Linked DNA regions of Danio rerio: region 1 is linked to region 2. Evidence: chromatin contacts called from public HiChIP or PLAC-seq data. All regions are on one chromosome and are shown on one strand. The core of a region is the stretch at or near the end of the contact, and the rest is flanking DNA. Distances in the headings are between cores, read along the strand shown. Region 1 holds the start of clec16a (C-type lectin domain containing 16A). Region 2 holds the start of rps15a (ribosomal protein S15a).

What was found. HiChIP or PLAC-seq counts read pairs in DNA pulled down with a chosen protein or histone mark.
Region 1: a contact with region 2 is called in an H3K4me3 HiChIP or PLAC-seq map of embryo, with 4 times the contacts expected there. The contact joins the promoter of clec16a here to the promoter of rps15a in region 2. A contact is called at or near these places in 1 of 18 Hi-C or Micro-C datasets (hematopoietic stem cells) and 1 of 4 datasets of contacts at active chromatin or transcription factors (embryo).

The regions. Positions count from the first base shown.
Region 1 is chr3:25,642,231-25,648,057 of GRCz12tu, forward strand. It overlaps clec16a (C-type lectin domain containing 16A), which reads right to left and starts at 2,855. Exons shown (of 24, transcript XM_073944525.1): 1 at 2,683-2,855; 2 at 2,125-2,253; 3 at 1,900-2,033; 4 at 1,656-1,804. dexi (Dexi homolog (mouse)) reads left to right here and starts at 3,006. Exons shown (of 2, transcript NM_001003764.3): 1 at 3,006-3,815; 2 at 3,892-4,333. The coding sequence starts at 3,396. The coding sequence ends at 3,665.
Region 2 is chr3:25,081,778-25,087,478 of GRCz12tu, forward strand. rps15a (ribosomal protein S15a) reads left to right here and starts at 1,318. Exons shown (of 5, transcript NM_212762.1): 1 at 1,318-1,326; 2 at 1,896-2,033; 3 at 2,126-2,205. The coding sequence starts at 1,901.

The DNA of each region.
Region 1 (5,827 bases), core at 1,605-4,104, 560 kb after region 2:
TTGATTAGCTGATTCTGGTGTGTTTTATTAGGGTGGGAACTAAACTTTCCAAGACACCGGCCCTCCAGGACTGACTTTGGATACCCCTGCTATAGGGTGTTGATCACCTGATGTGAAGCACAACAGCAAGTCTTTTAGTCTTTTAGAATAGTAAACATGGTTTTCCATGAGAGTATGCACACCAGCCTGTTTGTGTTACTTAGCAATATATATATATATATATATATATATATATATATATATATATATATATATATATATATATATATATATATATATATATATATATATATATATATATATATATATATATATATATATACACACACACACATTATATATATATATATATATATATATTATTTATTATTATTATTTTTTTTTCTTTTCTTTTAATTTTGACCCACTTATGGGACATCTATGTCAAAGTTCCTGAATTGTCCAACCAGAGCTCAGAAATATCTGGAGAGATCCAAAAATGACAATAACTGTTAAACCTGATGAAGCTTGGGAAGGACTCCAAGCATGGAGAAACTGCTAAAAAATAAGTGTGTCAATATTGTAGCATTACACTCAAAAATATTTCAGGCTATAATGAGCACCAATTTAGGTGCTTCAACAAGCTACAAAGGCTTTGAATATTTAGGTCTATTTTTTATTATTTCAATAAATTAGCAATTACTTTATACCAACTACTTTCACGTTGTCATTATGGGGTATCGTTTGTAGGATTTTGAGGAAAAGTATGAATTTAAAATAAAACATAAAATATTCTGGGATAAGGCTGTAACAACAAAATGGAAAAAAACTAAGCACTGCGAATACTTCCGGAATGCACGTAATGTTTAACTAACAAGTGTTGAGAAAGATTTACACTACACTAATCTTATTTTAAAGATTTACTCTTTACTTTAGATTTAAATGTTAAAGTATTTTGTCCTTTGCTGAATAAAAATCCAAAATACAGAAATCTTAATACTAATAACTGCTAAATGTTTAAAAACAGATTATTTGATGTATATGGTTACTGGTGTAACAGGCCAATTCACACCACACCAACAGCACATGCCTCTCTGACACAACATACACAAAGTGTTGTAATCTGTAGGTGTTGAAGAAAAATACTATTCAAATGCATTCTACAAATTAAAATAAACATCAATAACTTACACTGATTTACATAATTCTAACTGTAATTTTACACTAATAATGTATATAAAAACAATGCAGCTTCAAATCTCTCATAGAGTGAATCCTTCCGTTTAGGCCTTCTCTATTCCTGACACCAATGATCCCCAGTATCAAAGGTGCCACAGAATAAAGAGCACACGACTGTTAAACACAACCATTTACAGTACACCAATAACTTCCCCCTATACAAAGGAGCCCTGAAACATATGTCACCTTCCAATCAGCATAAAAAAAACTAGTTAACTTACAACTGGCCCTTTTCTGTCCGAAATGAAACAAAATAATTGCTCAAGTTGCATGAAGACACAGGAAACATGGTTTTACAGAGTCACAGTGAGCTGTTAGCTCTTCCTGGAAGAGCTCTGCTCGATCACAATCGAACCCACAAATAAAAGCCCCCTTCTGCTTTCAGTACATGATCTGTCATTTAAAAAATGAGAGCTGCCCCAGCAAATGCATCTTACCTCATTGTAAAAAAAGTGAACGGTGTGGTTGTTCAGCTTCAAAGACAAAGTCTTCAAAAATGAGATATAGTACGCCATAATTTCTTCATCGGAGAAGTCAAATTTATGCACAATAATGGAATTAACATGATTATTAGACAGCAAGTAATCTGAAAAGGAAAATAATGCAATATTGAACATTCAGAACATTAACATAAAATCATAATGCATTAATCGTCCCCTCCCCCTTTCTGCAATTACTTACACAGAGAGGTCTCATGACTGATGTTCTCGAAAAGAATGTTGAGCGTTTGCAGAAGCTGGACACAAACATAGCGTCCAGATTTCTGTCGTAATATATTGAGGAAAAATGCAAACATATTCTTCTCCAAAAAGAAGCTATGAAGAAAGCATGATGCATTCAGTCACTTATAACATGATTTAGTTTTTTGGAATTTAAAAAAAATAACAACAGAAAGGCAAAACTCACTCAAACACTGAGCTGTCATTCTGATCACCCCAGATGAGAATCTCAGTAATGGAGCGAATAGTTTCCACGAGAAGATTTCTGTTGTGATCAGTCACTGTTGTGTTCTTTGTTAGGACATGGTACATATACCTAAATAAAATATGGTTTGCATGTCAAATGAAATGTCATATTATCACTACACCTTACATATTAACATATCTTTAAAAATTTTCATATTAGAAAGCAACATTAAATAATATGTTTAAAACTACAGTAATCTAACATAATATAGAATTACATAAACTAACTTAACGTTACTGTACAGTGGCCACTATTATTATGTCACAAAAATCTTACTAACGTTAAATAGCTCACTTGATTTTGACAAGTCCGCTGTTTTACACACACAAACGCGGGCTTGATTTAACCATTAAAATTAATTATGTCAGTAGAAATAATACGTTTCAATTTTCTAAACGTACCAATGACTTTCCACAGCAATGACTAACACTGGCTCAATAATACAGCTTTAACTCTACGAGCTAGCGAACTAGCTACAAATTACCCAAAACAACTTACTTCAAATGGTCCAAAGAATGAATGTTTTTAGACTTCCCCTGTCCTCCGACCCAGCTTCTTGACCGCCCAAACATTTTCGGTTGCTTTTATCTCGCAAACTCTATGTTTTCAGCCCAATTTGCTAAGCGTAGGAATCCATATCCGCCGCAGTGAAGGCCCCGGAATCCTCACATGAAAACATACCTGGCGACCTATCGCTCAAGACAGCCCAGCTCACGTTATCTTGGGATTTGTAGTTTATCTCAGTTCTGACTAGAACGCATTAACATCTCACCACCACATCGCCACGCACTCTATTTCCCAGAGTTCATTGCGCAGGCAACGGTTTTGGTGAAGTCATGAGAAAGCGCCGATTGTTTTTGTTTTTCACGCGTTATAAAGCTTCGCCGAGCATTCGGGTGATTTATATTTCTGAATGTTCAGCATTTTAACAAGGACTCGGGATATATGTGTCCTAATGTCAAAGAGCAGCACGTGGCCTTGGAACATTCAAGCATGCTTTCCTTCACTAACTTATGCGCTGTATAGTGGAAACATACGTGATTGTTGAACGGATTGCAGGAGGAATTCTGCTGAAAAGGGAGTTGCACCGCTACTTGACGAAGACGAATGGATACACACTTCATCACTACCTTGTTTCATATAAAGTGCGATTAAATGCCTTTAATGTGTCTGTTCTGCTCTTTGAAACTGAAGTCTATGTGGTGGAGTCTATGACAAACTCAGTTTACTTTCAGTTAGATTCAGTGGAATCGCTAATCGACGAGCTTCCATATATGTATTATCTCGGCCTGTTTTTTGTCAATGTCTTAATCCTCTACTATGCCTTTTTAATGGAGTACATAGTTCTTAATGTAGGGATAGTGTTCTTGCCAGAGGATATGGACCAGGCTCTCGTGGATTTGGGCGTTCTCTCTGACCCAGCATCTATTCCCTATGACACAGACACTGAACTGGATGTTTTTGAGGGATATCTGGAATAGACTAACGCTACTATGACTGGCAATCCCAGCCGAAGCTGCTTTGGGCAAGGTGTCATTTGGTTAAAGGAGAACCATTGTCAAAGGGAACTACATTTGGCATTAAAAGATGCTGCAGTGGTCAGTTAGTATAAAAATGAATGTCATGAATAAGTAAGTCATGTTAAAATATATATGTGATTCATACAAAGTCGGGAACAAATCTACATTAAGTGTCTTGTCCTTACAGGCTGTCCAGACTCGGAGAACTGACCTGCCATCATGCTACATGGAATATTTTACCTGGAACAGATAAGCTGAGCGGACCGTGTGCTTTTCCATGGAGCAGCCAGTCAGTGTTTCTTCAGAGCTCAAATTCAGGCACTAACCACTACTGTGGGTATTAATATTACATTAGCCTATTTATTTTTAGCTTGGCCTTCAGCACTCGGGCAGGATTCTGTGTCGATGTGACCCCGTAGACAGGCGCCCTTAAATGTGGTCTGCCTTGGCATGTTTTCTTTCCCTTTAATACCATTTAAATGAGCAATACGTCATGACACACACACAATCCGCCTGAATCAGTGTTTTATTTTCTATGAGACTCCTTTTGGAACCACATATTTGTGACGAAATGAATTATTTGGCTAAGGTTCATTTACCAGTTCAGTATATATTTAATAAATGATTACTTTGACTTTCCATGGTGTCATATTTGACTTTCAAATCTCTAGTGCCTAATTATAGAAAGTCACTGTGCTAGCTTTGCTTTTCTAAATGAAAACCTACACTGTTACCTACCTGTCTGTCTGATCATAATAACAGAAATATATCCATTCACATGATCTTTCATTTACACAAAAACTATTTACAGAAGAAAGTGTGAGTGGACAAAGTATTTATAATAGGCATGAAACTTAAGGATTTCTAACAGAAACCCATTAGGTTGAATAGGAGTTATACTCAATTAATTTGGAATAAAAGCAAACAAATAAATACACTACTTGACAAAAGTCTTTTCATTGTTCTCAGTTGTAAAAGCAACAAATAATGACTTCTAGTTGATCATTTGGAAAAGTGGCAGAAGGTAGATGTTTCTGATGAATCATCTGTTGAACTGCATCCCAATCATTACAGATACTGCAAATGACCTATTGGAACTCACATGGACCCAAGATTCTCATAGAAATCAGTCAAGTTTGGTGAAGAAAAAATCATAGTTTGGGGTTACATTCAGTTTGGGGGCGTGCGAGAGATCTGCAGAGTGGATGGCAACATAAACAGCCTGAGGTATCAAGACATTTGTGCTGCCCATTACATTAAGCCTGGTTTATACTTCTGCGTCAAGTGACTGGCGTAACTCACGGTGCATGCAACGCGCGTGGCTGTGCATTTATACTTCTGCACACTGTTACGGTTGGTCTGCATTAACACTTCAGAAACGCTAGTTGGCAGTGAGGTGTTAATGCTCCTCTGTGTCGAGTTTCTCCGATGGTGTTTTGTTTTTTATGAACGCTTCCTGAATGTACAAGTGGCTCAAACTCGCTCCTTTTGAGGCAGGACTGGCAGACATGCAACATCTTTAACTATGAGGTAAACACAAAACAAAACTTTCCATCCGGAGATCCTTCACGGGACTTCACACTGGTAAACAATCGCTCCATCGGGCTCACCCAGACTCGTCAGCGATATCAAGCCGACCAATCACAGAGCTTGTGCTACGCATCGTTGCGACGTGTAGTTACATTTTTTGAGAGGTGCACAGCAGCGACGGCCACGGGATAGGGCTATGCGTCAATGCGTAGGCTGAGCTGTAGCATACAAGTGTGCTTGACCCAGAAGTATAATTCAGCCTTTACAAACAACAGGAGAGGGCAAATTCTTAAGCAGGATAAAGCTCCTACTCATACTTCAACCTCCACCTCAACAGTCCTGAAAGCAAAGAAGCTCAAGGTGCTCCAGGATTGGCCAGCCCAGTCACCAGACATTAACATTATTGATGTCTGGGGTAAGTTGGAGGCATTGAAGATGAATCCAAATAATCTTGATGAACTCTGGGAGTCCTGCAAGAATGCTTTCTTTTTCATTCCAGACTTTATAAATAAATTTGAGTCACTACAGAGACGTATTGATGCAGTCAGCCAAGCTCATGGGAGTCAAACACATTATTTATTCTTTTTCCACTG
Region 2 (5,701 bases), core at 68-2,567:
TTGATGTTGTGGCTCTCATGAAATAGTCTTGAGGCCCGCAACACTAGTCAAAGACAGGAAAATAGAAACATTCGTAAAACTTTTAAAATATTGGTGCAATAATAAAAAAAACACATTTCCTCTGATATTTGTATGTATTTTGACCATGGCAATTTCTTTAAAATTATTTTCGACTCTAGAAATAAATGGATAAATTATAACATACATTATATATTAATATGTTAAGCACCATACATTTTAAATGCATTTAATAGATTAATTGTAGCAACAAAAATTATATAATATTTGTAAAAATGCTAAAACAATCAAATAAGAAATAAACATTAAAAAGAAATGTTATACGTTTAAATAAATACATGTACAAATGAAACTAAAACTTTTGATTAAAATATGTAAATATATGTTTAAATAAACACTATCAATGAAGCAAAAATGTAACTTAATAGAAAGTACATTTTCAAAATAATAATTTACCCATAGGGTGGCACGGTGGCTCAGTGGTCAGCCTTACAACCAAAAAGGATGCTGGTTTGAGTCCTGGCTGGACCAGTAGGTGTTTCTGTGTGGAGTTTGCATGTTCTCCCCGTGTTGGCGTGGGTTTCCTTCGGGTCTTCCGGTTTCCTCCACAGTCCAAAGACATGTGCTATAGGTAAATTGAATAAGCTAAATTGGCCGTGGTGTATGTGTGTTTCCCAGTACTGGGTTGCAGCTGGAAGGGCATCCGCTTTGTAAAACATATGCTGGATAAGTTGGCAGTTCATTCCACTGTGGCGACCCATGATGATTAATAGGACTAAGCTGAAGGACAATGAATGAATGAGGAATAGGAATATTTCACTAAATAAAGTCCCTTACACAATGTTAATGGTGTCCAATTATTTACAGAACCAACATGTATTGCAGAACATGACACCTTTGTAAAGAATAAATATAAGTATATATTATATATTTACAACGGCAATTAAAAATAAAGTTGAGTAAATACTGGTGCACTTGAGAATTTGTCAAATGCAGTTGTATAGTAGGGCTCAGTTGATTTATTCTGAGACTAGAGGCGTAGCATTGCAATGAAAGACTCTAATGGAGTCAAAAATGGCCATAAAGAAAAAACAAACAAATAAAATCTTTAAAGTATGCGACGTAAATTATATTTTGTAAACAGGTAAATGCATAAGGGTGTTTCTGTACGGCGCTCCAAACAAATAGAGGGCAGTCGCACAGACGCGTCAGCACGCAGCGTCCTTTTACATTCTCGCGAGAGTACATTTTTCCCTAATCGCACCGCGCGCCCCGCTTCCTTCCTCTTTCCGCCATATTGCAGAACTGGTAAGGCTCAGGATTCTTCATTGCATGTGTAATCTGTTTAAAATCACGCACATCGTCACTCATCATCCACAGAGAGAGCGACATGTAGCTTCACGAACACCACAAGTGCAAGATTTTTAAGTCATTTGGCCAATCGTGTATGTATGAAGGGATAAATTACCCAGAGTTTCATGAGCGTTCAACCTCTCCATCGCCCAGTAATGCCTTTCCATGATACCGAGAGGCAAACACGAGTCAAACTGAAGTTATTATTAACGCCGGTGCCTTATTTAACATCACTAATGTGTGTTATTGTGAAGTACACTAGTCAAGGGTGAAGACAAGCTCACATAGCGGTTATCTGCTAACAAATTCACGCACCGCTTAAACGTGAAGCGCTCTCGATGTCGGAGAAAGTTTGAGCCGGGTTTTGTTTGAAACTAACATTACGTTTCCCTCTAAACACAGTTGGACTCTGTCTTACGTCTACCCCGTTGATGTACATCTGCTGCTAAATTGGCCATATGAGGCTGTGTGACTGATGTAATGACTGAATATTGTATAAATCCTGTCCTGTTCCTCCTCCTCAGGCATCATGGTGCGCATGAACGTTCTCGCTGATGCGCTGAAAAGCATCAATAATGCTGAGAAACGTGGAAAACGCCAGGTTCTCCTCAGGCCCTGCTCTAAAGTCATAGTACGCTTTCTGACTGTGATGATGAAGCATGGTGAGTTACACATTTAGTTTTGTATATTTGAAGAATTCTGTTATTTTGAAGCGTTATTGTCAAACAAGTTGCTCGTTGATTGATCTCCGCAGGTTACATTGGTGAATTTGAGATCATTGATGATCACAGAGCCGGGAAAATTGTTGTCAATCTCACAGGGAGGCTGAACAAGGTGAGTGTGACTTGCAACACTATGAAAGAACTGTTAGTGCTGTGCTTTAGTGACTGGCTAAACCAGGGCTGTCCAAACTCGGTCCTGGAGGGCTGGTGTTCTGCATAGTTTAGCTCCGACTTCCTACAACACACCTGTTTGCAAGACTCTAGTATACCCAAGAAGAACTTCATAATTAGCCGGTTCAGGTGTTTAATTTGAATTGGAGCTAAAACATGCAGGATGCCGACCCTCCAGGACAGAGTTTGGGCACCCCTTTGCTAAATTGTTCACAATCAGCTGCACTTTCTATATATAATGTCCAGCACTATTGTCATAATGGCAAAATTAGGACTTGCATGTGACACTGCTAAAATATCACAATGCTGATAACTTGCTATGAAAAAAAAGACCAACACAAAATACTTAAACTGCTGTACAGATCCAAATGAATGACTGTGGCTGCGTCCGAAACCGCATACTTCCATACTATAGTGTACGCTAAAATCAGTATGTGAGCCGAGTAGTATGTCCGATTCAGAGAATTCGAAAAACAGTATGTGAGAAGTACCTGGATAACTTACTACTGCCGGCGAGATTCTGGAGTGCGCATCCCATGCATGCTGCGCTATCCCATGAAGCGACGCAAATTACGCAGGCACGTCACGTGACTGTCAAAATGGCGGATGTAGTATGTTCGAATTCCATTCATACTTTTCACATTCATACTGTATAGAATGTACTTTTCTAACGGCCGAGTAGTACGTTTAAATTCAAATGCAGTACCTACTAAGTAGTAGGCGGTTTCGGACGCAACCCATGACATCAGGAGGTGTGCATACACCGAAAAATGGCCTTTTGTACATAGTTTCTCATGTATTTAACCATTTGCATGGAATATGCTCAGTAGAGGCACTTTCTGTTCAGGCGTGTCAGGTGTCAGTCAGCACAAGTACACCATCAAGCTCTTAAATGGTTATGCTCAATTCATTTTAATACATCAGGGTTATTCAATTGTTGGCCCACCAAACCTGCCCCCAGAGGCAATTTGTTCGAGCCCTCCAAATATTGTGACCAAGACATCAAAATAAATTGTCAAAAAATGGCCGCTATAGTTGTGAAGTGGCGTGCGTCTGTTCACAAGCTGCAGTTAAAGGCTACGCAGAGAGCGAGTCAACTGACATTAAGCAAGTGGTGCGAGCAGCCGAAAACATTTGGATATGTTTGTAGAAAAGTCCTTTTGTACAATGCACAGATATAGTTAATAGGGATGTAATGATTAGCAGATTTCACTATTAACCCCACTTTATTCAAAAAAGGCTTGTCAATGCCGCATTTCTATTGCATGAAAAAAAAAGCTGCCGCAACAAAGTTATGACAATACGCACGCACATTGGATTTACTATAGCAGCAAGCCGTTGACATTGCGTCTTTTCCGCACGCATTATTTTTAATGAAGACGTGTGCAGTAGTGCAATGTAAACAAAAGATATGTCAGATGAATTATTGCAAAATATTTAAATGATTATGCATGTATAAATGCAGATGATAACTACAGTTCATTTAACTTTTGCTAATATATAGCTTAAATTAACATTAGACAAATACGATTTTTTAAAATTCTTTTTATTCATTCATTGTTCTGTCATTTATTTTCATTGTAAAATTATCACTTGTGTAAATCGAAAGCTTTTTTATTTATGTTTAAGTCCAAAGAGAAAAATGGACTATTGTTTGTCTTTTATTAATTTAATGTGCTGTATTTGGTTTTTGTTTTTTCCAAACTAGTAGTGTTTTGAATTTAATAAATGCATAATAATGGTAAAACCATGATTATTCTTCAGGTTATAATTGTACAACCAAAATCTATTATCGTTGCATATCTAATTGTTACGCAGTTTAAAACAACATGAATGTGTCAATGTAAAAGAAGCCTACTTAAGCAATACACTGATTTTGTGCCTCGAAATACAACATTTAGATATGCTAGTAAAAAACCCACATTATACAAAGTAGTGATGTTATGAAGTTTAAAAATACAACAAATTAACGTTTTAATGTAGTTGACGTGGGTGTCTCTAAGCACAAAAACAGCATATGGGCTCTTTTTTTGATGTTGTGTCATCACATATATTGCAAGTCTTTTCTCTCCAGCCCCTCGTTTGGAATGCTTTTCATGAACTGGCCCCCATGACAAACTAATTGAATAGCCCTGATGTACGTCTAAAGTCTGCATGTTACTAGGAGGGATAATATGCGATAAGCAATGTTTAGGTCTAGCACCTACTTGGAATGTGGTTATAGAGATAGTAAAGCCCTATTGATAGGTCAAATTTAGTAAAATTTGTATATACAACGGATTCTTGCAACACTAATGCTTGACATATGAATTCTAATTATTGCACATCAGTGATACGGATTATTCATTTACTATTATCATAAGTTTGATTTTATTTTATTTTTTTTCTGAAGCTATTTCTCCTGTGCTGTTTCTCGTTTATGTATGTTTTCTGATACCTCTAGAATGTGCAGGGTCTTCTGTAGTGTCGCACAAACTCTTCAAATGCCACCTTTATAAAAGTTCTGTAATTTATAAAGTAGCAGTGCTTTCGTTTATTTAATAAAATGATTAAGCCACGATTATTGCTCTTTTTGTCCCAATAACTTTCATTGATGCACATGCGTCAGACTTGAAAAGCAAGCTCTTACGATACGTTTCGAAGGTGGCCGTGTTGATGCTTGGTGAAACTTTTTTGCAGTACTTTTCTAGTACTGGTATGTCATGCAACAATTCACATTTAATCAATTTACGATTTATATTTCTTGCAAACATTAATTAAAGTCATTTACTGTTACTGGTTAATGGTTGGCTTCTCCCTGGCTTCTGCCCTGTAAAATGGTAGTGTGATGAATATCGCTGTTGCTTAAAAGACAGTAAGTTATGCTATTGTAAATATTCTTTTTTACAAGCACCAGACAGTCACACTTTAGATAAACAGCTCAGTATGGTGTGGAGATTAGGTCAAAATACAGATTTCGCACACTGGACCTATTTATTTGAAGGCAGTACTTCAAAACAGATAAATGTAATGTTTATACATACAAAAGTGTATATAATTATTCTTTTATTTAAAACAAACAAAAACAAACCTTTTGCTAAAAGATACTCAATACACTTTCCAGCTCAGGGTAAAGTCACAGTTTGAGAGAGTTTATGGAATTTAGCAGACTCCTATACAAGGGCACTTGTTCAGTTTTTGAAATGGTTGCTGGATTCTGGATATTTTCTGCATGATGCTAATGGTGTGCAAGTATTCACTGAAAAAAGCTTGTTCAAATTTCACTCAGGTCTTGTTTGGTTTTCGATCTTTCAGGCAATGCGCATTGCTGGGAATACATTTTTAAAATAGTTCAAATGGTCGTTGACAAACTTTTCAGAAGTTGTTGTAAGGTTCTTTGTAATATAAATATTAAATGTGGACTCTACCATTTGATTGCTGATGTATGTACAGAAATA